3 separate regions of the Mus musculus genome follow, and regions 2 and 3 are each linked to region 1. The links are chromatin contacts, called in public HiChIP or PLAC-seq maps. All regions are on one chromosome and are shown on one strand. The core of a region is the stretch at or near the end of the contact, and the rest is flanking DNA. Distances in the headings are between cores, read along the strand shown. Region 1 holds the start of Msx2 (msh homeobox 2). Region 2 overlaps Gm34278 (a long non-coding RNA gene). Region 3 has its middle 9.1 kb from the start of Gm34278.

What was found. HiChIP or PLAC-seq counts read pairs in DNA pulled down with a chosen protein or histone mark.
Region 2: a contact with region 1 is called in an H3K4me3 HiChIP or PLAC-seq map of embryonic limb bud, with 5 times the contacts expected there. The contact joins the enhancer-like site here to the promoter of Msx2 in region 1. A contact is called at or near these places in 8 of 39 promoter capture datasets (the 3T3-L1 cell line, cranial neural crest, epiblast stem cells and 5 more), 2 of 15 datasets of contacts at CTCF or cohesin (embryonic stem cells and stem cell-derived epiblast-like cells), 66 of 484 Hi-C or Micro-C datasets (the C2C12 cell line, LSK cells, MC3T3-E1-derived osteoblasts and 39 more), 22 of 115 datasets of contacts at active chromatin or transcription factors (astrocytes, cardiomyocytes, craniofacial prominence and 12 more) and 5 of 9 other capture datasets (adipose tissue, embryonic stem cells, embryonic tail and 2 more).
Region 3: an H3K4me3 HiChIP or PLAC-seq map of embryonic limb bud shows a contact between it and region 1, with 4 times the contacts expected there. The contact joins the enhancer-like site here to the promoter of Msx2 in region 1. A contact is called at or near these places in 6 of 39 promoter capture datasets (the 3T3-L1 cell line, cranial neural crest, frontonasal cranial neural crest and 3 more), 13 of 484 Hi-C or Micro-C datasets (LSK cells, beige adipocytes, brown adipocytes and 7 more), 13 of 115 datasets of contacts at active chromatin or transcription factors (astrocytes, craniofacial prominence, embryonic basal ganglia and 9 more) and 1 of 9 other capture datasets (adipose tissue).

The regions. Positions count from the first base shown.
Region 1 is chr13:53,470,641-53,474,253 of GRCm38.p6, forward strand. Msx2 (msh homeobox 2) reads right to left here and starts at 2,140. Exons shown (of 2, transcript NM_013601.2): 1 at 1,692-2,140. The coding sequence starts at 2,070. Gm33763 (a long non-coding RNA gene) reads left to right here. Exons shown (of 4, transcript XR_873406.2): 2 at 3,335-3,613.
Region 2 is chr13:53,680,273-53,684,074 of GRCm38.p6, forward strand. It overlaps Gm34278 (a long non-coding RNA gene), which reads right to left. Exons shown (of 5, transcript XR_873419.1): 5 at 2,284-2,362. Among named protein-coding and RNA genes, the nearest start is that of Gm34332, 6.5 kb to the right of the region's middle. Within about 2 kb of position 1,514, at least 10 of the 459 cell types and tissues checked have an H3K27ac peak or open chromatin away from gene starts, as enhancers often do. A contact at or near this core is called in embryonic tail, where this site is marked.
Region 3 is chr13:53,707,530-53,711,538 of GRCm38.p6, forward strand. No RefSeq gene overlaps it. Among named protein-coding and RNA genes, the nearest start is that of Gm34278, 9.1 kb to the left of the region's middle. Within about 2 kb of position 1,777, at least 17 of the 459 cell types and tissues checked have an H3K27ac peak or open chromatin away from gene starts, as enhancers often do. A contact at or near this core is called in craniofacial prominence and embryonic limb bud, where this site is marked.

The DNA.
Region 1 (3,613 bases), core at 890-3,389:
GGAATACAGGCACTCCAAATTTGTTAAACAAGTTAAGACTCTTCATGTTTCTGAACCTCCATTTCGCTGACAATAAAATGGATAACTACTACTTATCCCTCGGGTGGCTTAGAGAGCTACATGTTGGAGTGCCCAGAGCCCCACTTGGGGGGTAATGAGCAAATCAATGTGCCCAAGAGCTTTTTTTTCCATGGGCCCAAACTGCTGATCCCTCTGAACTCTGCTGTGAAACGGCCTCTTCTGTTAACAAGAGGCTCTCGGCTGCCGCACAAAGGAGATCAGATAAGATAATGTATTGAAAAGCACTGTGCAAACTGGAGTTTAAATTCTTTAAGTCCTTAATCTCTGCACCCTTTCAGCCTTTCAGAATTTCCAGCAGGGTGGAGAGAGACAGCCAGAGGGGACAGCCACTGACGCCTGGGTATATGGTCTTGTTTTGTTCACAAAATACTTTGCATCTCTAGTCCAGAGGGCCGGGCTGAAAGGTAGAAAGGAAGACAAGTTCTCCCCCAGCTGAGCTGGGAAAGTCCCTCCACAATCCCTCTCCCTCTTTCTCAACTTTCCCAAAGTTTGATGGGGGGGGGGGCAGGAAAAAAGGCAACAGAAGAGATAAACCTCAAAGGCCAAGAGATAAAACTAAAAACAAAGTTTCAGGAATGGACCCCAAAGGGATGCTAAGTCTGGAAAGGAAGTCGGCACAGCCTCCCTGGAGGAAGTGGGGTGCAGTGAAAATAGCAATATGGCCATCACCCTCAAAAGAGGGGGCAGAGAGCATGGACACCAGACCCCCATGCCCATTGCAAGTATGAATGGTAACCTGGACCAAGCAAGAGCAATCCTCTAAGCACTAGCCACCAAGTCTGAAGGGGTAGCCACAGGTGGCATGCCTCTGCCTGTACTTTGAGGTTCTAGCAAGCAGCCAAATCTGGCGAACTTGTGGCCACCTCACTGTACATTCTCAAGTTCTGAAGGAATGCTGTTAATTATTACTGTGAACCCAGGAGAGCCCACGAGGGTCTGGCCCAAACTAGCTCCCTGCAACACGCAGAACCTAACCAACAACGGACTAGAATACAAGAAGCTTCCTTTCCGAATCAGTCTCTGCCTGCCACCTTCCCTTCATAGGATGGACACTGGAGTTCGAAGACTACCAAGTATGTCTGCTCCATGTCTGGTTAACTTCCAGTTGTCTAGTCTTTATAGTGGGGTGAACTTCATGGGGCTGCCTGTATATTTTGAAGGCCAGCAAAACCACATTTCAATACTCATTTAAAGTGGATCCCAGCCCGGTGTGGTGGTGCACACCAGTTATTCTAGTACTTAGGTGGTGGAGTAAGATGACGAGTTCAAGACCATCCTGAGCTGCATACCAGCACGGGCCACAGGAGACCCTGACTCAACAAAACAAAACAGCGACTCTCCCCTATTTCCCGGGCAGGTACACAAATATGAAGTTTTCGGAGCAGGGGGCTAAGGACTGCAGAAATCAACAACTTGGTTTGGTTTTCAAATGCCAGCCAGCGCTCAGGTACTGCAGATTCCTCGAAGCTAGGGATTCTGGGATGCGGACCGCCCGCTGAACTGGGGTACCAGGGGGGTCAAGAGCATCATCCTGTTAACACCCGTTCCCCAGCCCCTCTGGGACCCCTCGCGCTGGTCCAGCCCGGATCCCGTCCCAGACGCGCACTCACTGGGCGGCGGGGAGTATCTGCCGGGCTCCTGTATCCACGGTGCTCCGTCTTCGGAATTTTCCGACTTGACCGAGGCGGTCTCGAAGGGCTTGACGAGAGGCCCGGGACTGTGAGCGTCCCGGACGCCGTGTCCCGGCAGCAGCAGCGGCCGCAGGACAGCGCCAGCCGAGGCGCAGTCGGGTGGCACCGCGGGCGATTCCTTGGGCGGCTTCTTGTCGGACATGAGCGCCTCCACGCTGAAGGGCAGGCTGGAGACCTTGACCCTGCGTTCCTCTGCGCTGCCCTCGGCTCCTCCAGGCCCGGGACCCGGGCCGGCCAGTACCGCGGGGCCCTCCTCATCCGACGAAAACAAGTCACCGCCTTTAGTCGGAGAAGCCATGACTTTCTGCGCCGCGTAGCTGTCGGCGCGCGACTCCGCTGGCAACTCTCAAGCGAAGACTCCAACTTTTGGGGGGGGAGCCGGCAGGGGCGCGCTGGGAGCCCAGCCTGTCCTCCGAGGGGAAGTGGGAGACTCGGCTCAACCAACTGGCGACGGCCCTGCTCCTGACGCCACGGACGCTCGCCACCGATTGGCTCTCCCTGGAGAGGCTTGGGGCCCTTCCCCCGCCCCGTTTGAAATAAATTAGGAGTTAATTACAGGAGCAGTCAGCAGAGTTGTTATTAGGCGATCCCTCAAGGGTTATAATCGCCCAAACTGAAAAGTCTAAGGCGTAATTAAAGCCGATTGTTTAAAGAGGAAGCTTGCCGAGTCTCATTTCTTGTCTTTTAACCCCTCTTTAAAGTGTTTCTGGTGCCGATCCCACACGCTCCCGCCTGAGAATGTTGGAAATCTGCGGAGGGCATGGAACATTTATAAAGCTCCCACTATGAGCTCAAACTAGTGTATCTTTGTAACTATAATGGAAAACAATAGCAGCATCTTTACTAATAGAAATAGTTTAGGCATGGTCCTTAGTTGTCTTATCTTTGGAGAGTGTTCCAAGACATTAGCTGTAACTCATTCCTTAAGAAAAGGGACAAAGATGAGAAAGGCTGAGAGGTGGTCAAGGGATATTCAACTAATCTCTACCCTTTCTCCCTTTTTTTTTCCTTTAAAACAGACTCTTGCTCTCCAGCTCTGGCTAGCTTAGAAGTCGCTCCCTATCTTACCCAAGATGGTCCTGAACTTGCTACCCCACTGGCTTCGTCCCTGGTGTTGAGAGTGTAGGTGTGCACCAGCAGACCCAGCGCCCATTGGTTCCTGGCAGCTAATTTACACAAATGATCTCCATTTCATACTCTGTCCAAACAGGACAAGTTTTAGAAACTGTCAATGGGGATATTTTCTCACCCCTTGAGTCTCCTCTCTAGGCCCGTGCAAAAGTGTGCTCATGAGGTTTTTTTTTTTTTTTTTTTTTTTTGAGTTTGTGTTTGTCATTGGAGTTCAGGTGTCAGGATAGCATCTGCCTTGGGAGGTGATGGGCAGGGGAGAAGGGTATTTGTGACATTTAGTGTCTTTATTCTCTCTGCAAATAACAGGGTTCGACTTTGCAAACCCAAAGCCTGAATATCTTTGGGGAAAGCTCATCTCACCTGACTTTGAAATTTTAAGCAGCATACCTATCAGGATCCCACCCTAAAGCACACTCTCTATCTAACTGCAGCCCCAAAGCATCAGTGACCAACTGTATCAATGCATGGAAGAAGAGAGTTTTGAGACAGAGGCCTGAAATAATTCTGCACCTCCCTTGCCCGCAAGCCAGCAGGAGCAGAAAGATCGCTGCAAACAACCCATTTCAGGCTGCAGAAGCTTTTTCATAGATCCAAAAACCCATCCGGACTGGTGGGGGAAAGAAGAGCCTGCTAAGCGCTGGTCCCAAACAGCAAATGCTCCCTAAATACTCCCTCCAGCACCAAAGGGGAGGACCATTGCTCCAAGTTGC
Region 2 (3,802 bases), core at 264-2,763, 210 kb after region 1:
AAGGGAAAGAGACTCAGTCTTTGATCTCGAGAGGGAACCAGAATAGACAGGTTTGGGTGTTAGCATGTTAATAACTTTCATGGCCTGGACACATAATAATGATACCTTTAGAAGGAGAGTAAATGCATTTTGGAGTCAGTGTTCAAAACCGAGTCCTGATTAATACATTACTTAACTAAATGTAAGGTTATTAGCTTCCCAACCCCTTACTCCTGCCACTGGCTGAGTTGAACTGGTGTCTTGGGCTTCAGAATCCGAGCAAAAAAGCATGGGCTGTGTTTTAATTACCCACAAATTTTCTAAGTACAGCTAAGAAGGATGAGGAGGCGGTGAGTCTCCTGCACGTGAAGATGTGGTTTCTGGTGACTAAACCACCATTTCATACCTGTATCAGAGAGAGGGAGAGAGAGAGAGAGAGAGAGAGAGAGAGAGAGAGAGAGAGAGAGAGAGTCAAAATAACTTAAAACTGGCCTTTGGGTCTGTGGAAACAGCTTAGTCGGTAAAGTGTTTGCCTTGCTAACATGAAGGCCTGAGTTTGACCTCCAGAACCCATGTTAAACACAAAACACACATACACACACATATACACATACACACATATACACAATATACATACACATACACACACACACACATCATACACCTACACACACACACATACATACACGCACACACACACACACATACACACACACACACACACACACACACACACACACACACACAAAACAAAAATAAAGGGAAAAAAATCATCTTGCAAGGACCTCGAGGGGCCAGAGATAGTCACTGAGACAGAGACCTACAGCAATTCTTCCTTGGTCTAATTCCCTGCCATTTATCACGTGACTCAAATATCAAAAGCGTCTCTGCAGATGGACCATAGGACACACTTCTCATGGTGGCTTTCATACAATGACAGGTGGTCTTAAATTTACTAAGCAATATAATAGTAAGAAAAATGGCTGGGCGCATTGCAGGGGTGGTGTGGGGTGGGGCACAATGATAGCCATGATCTTGTAAAGTCACTTGTCCAAGATGGCTGTGTTTATATTCAGGGTAATGGACACCTTCCTGTGGCCAAGCAGGTCTGCCATTGGCTGCAGCCGCCTTGGGACCTTCCCCAACATTTGCTTTCTTTCTCTTAAAAGAGAAGTAGAGGGCGGAGGGCTTAGCTGCTTCAACTTGAAAGCAAAAGCTAGAAGAGGCGTTAGCAGACTTTCTTGTGGCCCGGCACCCTGATTACCACAATTAAGGTCCAAGGTGTGGTGTTCTCTGCGCAGCATGCTCCAACACATGAAAGAAAATGATTCAGGCAAGGAAAATAATTACACGTTAATTTGTGTTTGGCAACTGTGTTTTATTCCCTTGGCCCACAAAGGGGAGATAAAACGTGATACCGTCGAAAGTGTTTTATCTGCCTTCGGTGGGGTGGCCACGGACTGCTTGAAGAGATGAGTATTCGTCTGGCATTGTGCGGCTGTCTTCGACGCTCCTGCCTGCCAGGAGGAGCTGAAGAGGCTGCATTCCGAGCTGCTTACAGCTGGCTCTGACCCCTTTGTTTCCTTGAGTTTCACGGGGTTGGAAAAGGAGAAAGGAAGATTGGCCCGGGCTTTTCAAGGGGGGACGATGGGGTTGTCATTCCTACAGTGTGAACTTGCATTTCTCTCCAAGTAGAAGTGGTCCTGTGAGAATCTCAAGGCCAGCTTTCCTGTGGAAGCAGGCAAGCCAAGTCCTGAGTCTGTAGGCTGGGACCAGGAGTCCTCAAGTGGCCCAATCTCCTGAGACCTGGCAAAGAACTCTAACAGAGGTTTAAGAAGTGAGACCTCGAGAAGGCTTTCCATGTTGGCCAGTCTGACCTACACCAAGGTCAGAAGGATCCGTTCTGATCTCAGTTCCAGCCCTTCCCAGCCCAGTGGCTTTGGTCACGTAATTTAATCTCTCTAAGCCCGGGTTTCCTGTTTGTAAAGGAGAGACAATAAGAATGATCCCTCCCTCTAAGAGTTATTATGGGGATTAAATGAGATAATGCAGCCCAGTTATTGGCACAGTCCCTCACAAACAAGAAGAGCTGAATAAAGGCCAGTGGCCATTCATGAACAAAGTCCTGGAAGAAGTATCAGGTGAGGGGTAAAGAAAAATAAATAAATATTGACCACCACCTTTTATTAAATTATGATTTGGGATATTACAGCTACCATACTGATAGCGAGATAATCGCTGGATGGATGGATGAATGAAAGAATGAGTGAAGATGCTGTTAAACTCCAGGATGAACCACAAATGCCCTACCTTTTCTTCCCAGAGGGATTCCTTGCTGAAGTGATATCAGCTTCTTAGCCTCCTTTGATCTCCACACCTTCATCTGTAAAATGGACACAAAGCTCAAAAAGAGGCATTGCTGTATCTGGCAGGGCTTTTAGCATAAGGCAAGGCCAGCAGCCATCAGAGCTCTCCCTTCTGGCTCTGGGAAGAGGTTCTTGCCACTAGGATTGGCCACACTGGAGGAAGGGTCTTTTGTTACTCCTACTCCACACCTGCCCTCTTTTCTTTCCCTGTCCTGTTTTCTGTTCCAGGAAGCTCACCAGGAAAAGGGGCTCTCTCAGGCAGGCCCCTTCTAGCTGCCAGCCTGATCTGATCAGTGGAGAGCCCAGCTGGAGAGACAGGGTGGGGGGGGGGGAAGGGGAGGCAGAGAGAAGGATGGAAAGAAGGGAGACATTAGAGGAGGTGGTGTTTCTTCTCCAGCTTCTTGCGCTTTCCTCTGCGGGTCACTGCCTTTTCCCCTGGAGAGCCCCTCTCTGTCACCCCTCTAACCTTGGCAGCTTCAGATTGCTCTTTCTCTTTAGGTCTCAGGGTAGCTGCCAGCCCAGACTTGGGCACACCTCTGGTTTTCCCTCACTGTGTCCACACCTTTGTTTCTTCTGAGTCCTCGGACTTCAGGGCCTCAGGAAGGTGCCAGCTGTTTACTTCGGGAACCTAACACTTGCTACTGGATATATAAATGGTACATTGCAGCAGAGGCTGGTTTCAGACTTGCTGTGTGGCTACGGCTGGATTTGAACTCCTGATCTTTCTCCCTTCACCTTCCAAGTGCTGGAGAAAAAATGTACTCCGCAATAGAAACCTCCCAGGTTACTGAGAGAGAATTGGAGCCCAGGAATCAGACAGCCTGGAGCTCAAATCCTGTGATCCCAGCTACTGATGGCACTCAGGCAAGTCCTATCATGACTCCTGGGTGGCTTCTAAGTCTGAAAATGGGCCCAAGCCTGGCACATACAACTGGAGGGCTGAGCTCATAGCAGGACCCCACACTCCCTAGGTGGCGCCTCCCGCTTGTTTCCCCTTTCAGCTGTCTTTCACTTTTTGATTTCCTCTGTATTTTATTATTTTTATATTTCGGGAGTGTTTTATCTGCATGTCTGTTCATGACATGATACAGTACCTCCAAATGCCAGATGATGGCGCTATATCCCCTGGAACTGGAGTAAATATATATATGATATATGTATATGTATGTATGTATGTATGCATGTATATGTATGTATATATGTATACGTGTATGTATGTGTATGTATATATGCATATATGTGTGTGTATATATATATGTATGTGTATATATATGTATATGTGTGTATATATAAATATATATATATATATATATATATATAGCCTTGTGGTTGCTGAGAATTGAACTCAGGTCCTCTGCAAGAGCAACAGGTGCTCTTCACCCTTTCTTTTTCCTTTTAGAGATAAGATTTTATTTTTAAATCTGGTTTTGTTAGACTATGCCCAATAAAAAAAATTG
Region 3 (4,009 bases), core at 527-3,026, 240 kb after region 1:
CGTAACAGGCATCATCAGCCGCTCATTCTTCTACATTTAAGTTGTGAAATATTTTTGTGGATCTCGCTATGACAGGTGATTTTTAAAAATTATATCCCCAACGGTTTATATACAATGCTAACTTAAGGTTTCAAGTCCCACAGAAGACGCGTTTTAGCAGATGGTTGTTCTATTTCGGCGTGAGCATCTCCCGTCTGATTTCAGCGCTCGCCGTGGCTCTGTTTCAGCTGTTGAGCGTGCTGCTGTTCAGTCTTAACCTTGCTTCCTCGGGAGCTGCTGAGCCCCTCACCATCCCCCACTGTGGCCACCAGAAAGGCAGAAAGGTTTCCCTCAAGAAGGCGACCTGGGTGCGCAGAGACTTGAGCGCTCAAGGCTTTCGCTGATTGGATGAGACTCTTCAATAGCAAAGAGAGAGATCAGCTTTCCTCAAAGATCACAATTTAAAATGTTAATTCAAATCCCTAAACAGCCCTTTAGACACATATAGGATGGTTTTTGACTAAATATCTGGGTACCATGTCCCAGTCATGCTGATGTTCAAGATTATCCAACACACTCATTTCATTTGCCTGTTCCAAGGTATCTAGTATGCTTGGCAGGAGGCAGAAAAACTAGGGGAAGATAGACCTATATCACTCCATCATCTACATATCCATGCATCCATGCATCCATCTGTCAATCTGTCCGCCTGTCTGTCTCTCTCTCGCTTGCTAGTTTTTTGTTTGTTTGTTTTGGGGGGTGTTCGTTTGTTATTTTTTGTGCATGTGCATGTTTTGAGACAGTCTTTCTCTGTCTAGCCCTGGCTGTCCTGAAACTTGCCCTGTAGACCATGCTGGCCTCAAACTCAGAGATCTACCTACCTCTACCTCCCAAGTGCTGAGATTAATGTTGTGTGCCACCACATTCAGCTCTGTCTACTTATTCCCATTCATTTGACTTGAGTTTTTGTCTCTTACAACCTGCTGCTGAGCCTGGGAGGGCCTTAAGGCTCAGCTCTCTCTGAGGTAGTTATTCTCATTTGGCATTCTCTCTCTCTCTCTCTCTCTCTCTGGGTTTATTGAGCTAATCACATATCCTTATCATCTCAATCCATACTTCTCTGTCTATGAGGACCTATGGAGTATACTGTAAGGATTTCAAACTATCTTTAGCTTTGAGCCTAGGGCTGTTGGATTCCTGGAGACTCCAAAGCCAATTTAAGTTGCCCAGTGCAGGAGAAATGAGAAAGCATCCCCAGGCTAGTAAAGTCCTTATAAGCTGATTTGCTTCTTAATGGTGAAAAGCTAGTTAGAGCCAGAGTCCTTCAGGCCGTTTGACAATTGAACCTTTATACTTCAGCTTAAGACATGGAGGAGAACGAGGAGGAGGAAAAACAGATGTCTCTAGCAAAGGGCGTGAGGGAGAGGGAAACACACCACTCTAACCTCAACTTTATTTGCATTTTATATATGTTATATATTTCATTTTATAAAAACAGTCAAAACCAAAACCACAAGATTTCACAGATAAGAGAAAAAAGCTGGACTGGGCTTAATTCAATATTTCAGAGAATGCTCTTAAGGGCGCTCGGCAGGCTGCATTCAGCCAGACCAAGCTGCTGAGGATTCTGGAAAAAAAAAGTGACTCTGATTCACACCGGGACACCACATCTCATAACACACGGTGTGTGCAAGAAGCTGTAATTATGAAATGTTTGCCTTAAGTAACATGGCTGCCTAAACACAGATGGTCCTCATTGACACTAATTGGACCTGACGTGGCCTTGGCCTGCCTTGGAACAGTTGCCGGAACACGAAGCCCACTTGGGTGTGTGCTCTCTGAGGGCCTCTGTTTCATATCGCCTTCATTAGTGGTGGGATGGAGGCGGGGTAGAGTCATACCTTAGCATTGGGCCCTTGTCTGTCTCAGAACTTGCTGAAAAACGTCTTTTACCCTGCTTAGACGGGCGAGCTCCTCGGGGGCTGGCCATGTACATTTCTTCAGTTCTTTCTCGTTTGAATTAAGGAGGAAGGCTCCCCACATCTCCTGCTCTGTTCCCAGCGAAGACTAATGATTTTTATTCTTTTAAAGAAACTCATGGACATTCCTAAGATGTGCTATATCCCTAAGAACATCCACAAAAGAGCCCTTTTCTAGCTTTCTCCGAAGCTCGGGGTTTTACCCACTGACCTTTCTTACACTGACTTGTCTCCGCTGGGAGCCTTCAGAGGGGAAAAACCATCGCCGCAGAACCACTAACACTGGCCACACTTCTTGAACATTCACTGTGCCTCCATCTCTTCTGAATAGAAAACAGGGACAAATGCTTGCAGGTTTTCTGGTGTCTGGTATACAGAAGCTTGTGGATAAAATGAAAGAGACACAAACATTGGGTGAAAAAAATCTCCTCGTCCTCTGGCGTCCTTCAGAGAGATTTTTTTTCGGGGGGGGGCATCAAGGGCTCTGTAACACGTGACCTGTTAGTGGGCCAATGAGAAGGCCAAAAGCTTTCCCTTCAGCTCTTGCCTTGTAGACTTTGCATGACACAAATTCACTCCCCAATTCTTCCTAGAGCTGTGCCTCTCTCTATCAGCCTCTACATATCTACATCTGTTTCTATATGCCTATGTAGCCTTTTTTTTTTTGGTCTCAGGATTGGTTTATTCTGGCGAAAGAAGAAATCACTAATTTAGTAATTAATTTTGAACCAGTTGACTATTGGAATAAAGAGATGCTAGTCCGGTTGGTGCAGAGACTTCGCTTTATGAAGCGAATAAACCACATTTTGATGGCAGCACGGAAAGAGACAAAGGTTACAATGAGAGCCTTAGCCACACAGTCTAGGCCACAAGGAAGTGTGTGTTCCAGCCATCCTGAGCTTGACCCCCACACACTCATGCACACATGCACACACACATGTGTGCACACGCACAGGAATTACACTAACCTTTAAGGCCCAGCAAGCTTCGAGCAAGGATGTTTCCCTTCACAATCTGTGAGTCCTCTCTAGCTAGATGAGGGCTCGTGAGAAAAAAATATAGGGTTCTTAGAGGAAGGAGGAAGTCACCAGACTCCCTCTGCATTTGGGTTGTCTCACCAGCTTTTCCCTGGGTCTCAAGCCCACCCAAGTCCCATCAGAAACCTCACTTGCCTGATGCTGCAACCTCACCAGCCAAATCTTCAAAACAAATTTCTATGCCTGTCTGTCTCTGTCCCTAGCTCCCACACTCCTTAGCAGAAGGACCCTGAGCGACAAACAAGGAAGCAAAGGCAGAAGGAGGGATTGTGCAAGACGGAAGTATGAAGAACAGCATTGTGGGAGCACTCTAATTCCTTCATAGGTTCTGAGGGAAACAGTCTGTTGGAAGGATCTAGATATGTTAAAAGTGTCATTAGGCTGGTTAATTAGGGGTCAGCCTGTGTTCACAGCTCCTTGTAGAGAACAGAGCAGTGATTTAGAAATAAGAATCCATGCCCACGAGTTCCATTTTCATCTTCTTTAAGTAAATAACTCTTCCCTCGCTTCGATCCTACAGCAGGATGTCATCAGGTCAACGCAAAGGAGGCAGGAATGTTTCTTATTATTTCCCAAATGCCCTCAGAAACTAAGTCAGTCAATAAAAACCACAGTCAACCTGTTTATGTAGACAGAATTGTGATAGTCTTCACTTGGGAGACAAGCAATAAAAAGCTGGGTTCCTCACTTCAAACTGACTACCTTCCAGAAAAGCGTCAGGGCGGAATTAGCAACTCCAATAAAATTTGGCAATTTGCTATTGGTAGTTTATGCAGTACCACGTGAATTCTTCTGTTTTCATTTTCACTTCTTCCATTTTTTTTCAGTTTTTTGTTATCATCACCAAGCGACTACTGAGTACAATGTATTTATGATGGATGAACAGTCCGAGGCACATAGGAATGGACGAACTGATTGATGGATAGTTAGCTGGACCAAAAAGTGGGTGTGTAGGTAGGTGAATGGATGAATAGATTAGTGATTAGGACAGCTAGTTGGGTGGACAGAGTGATG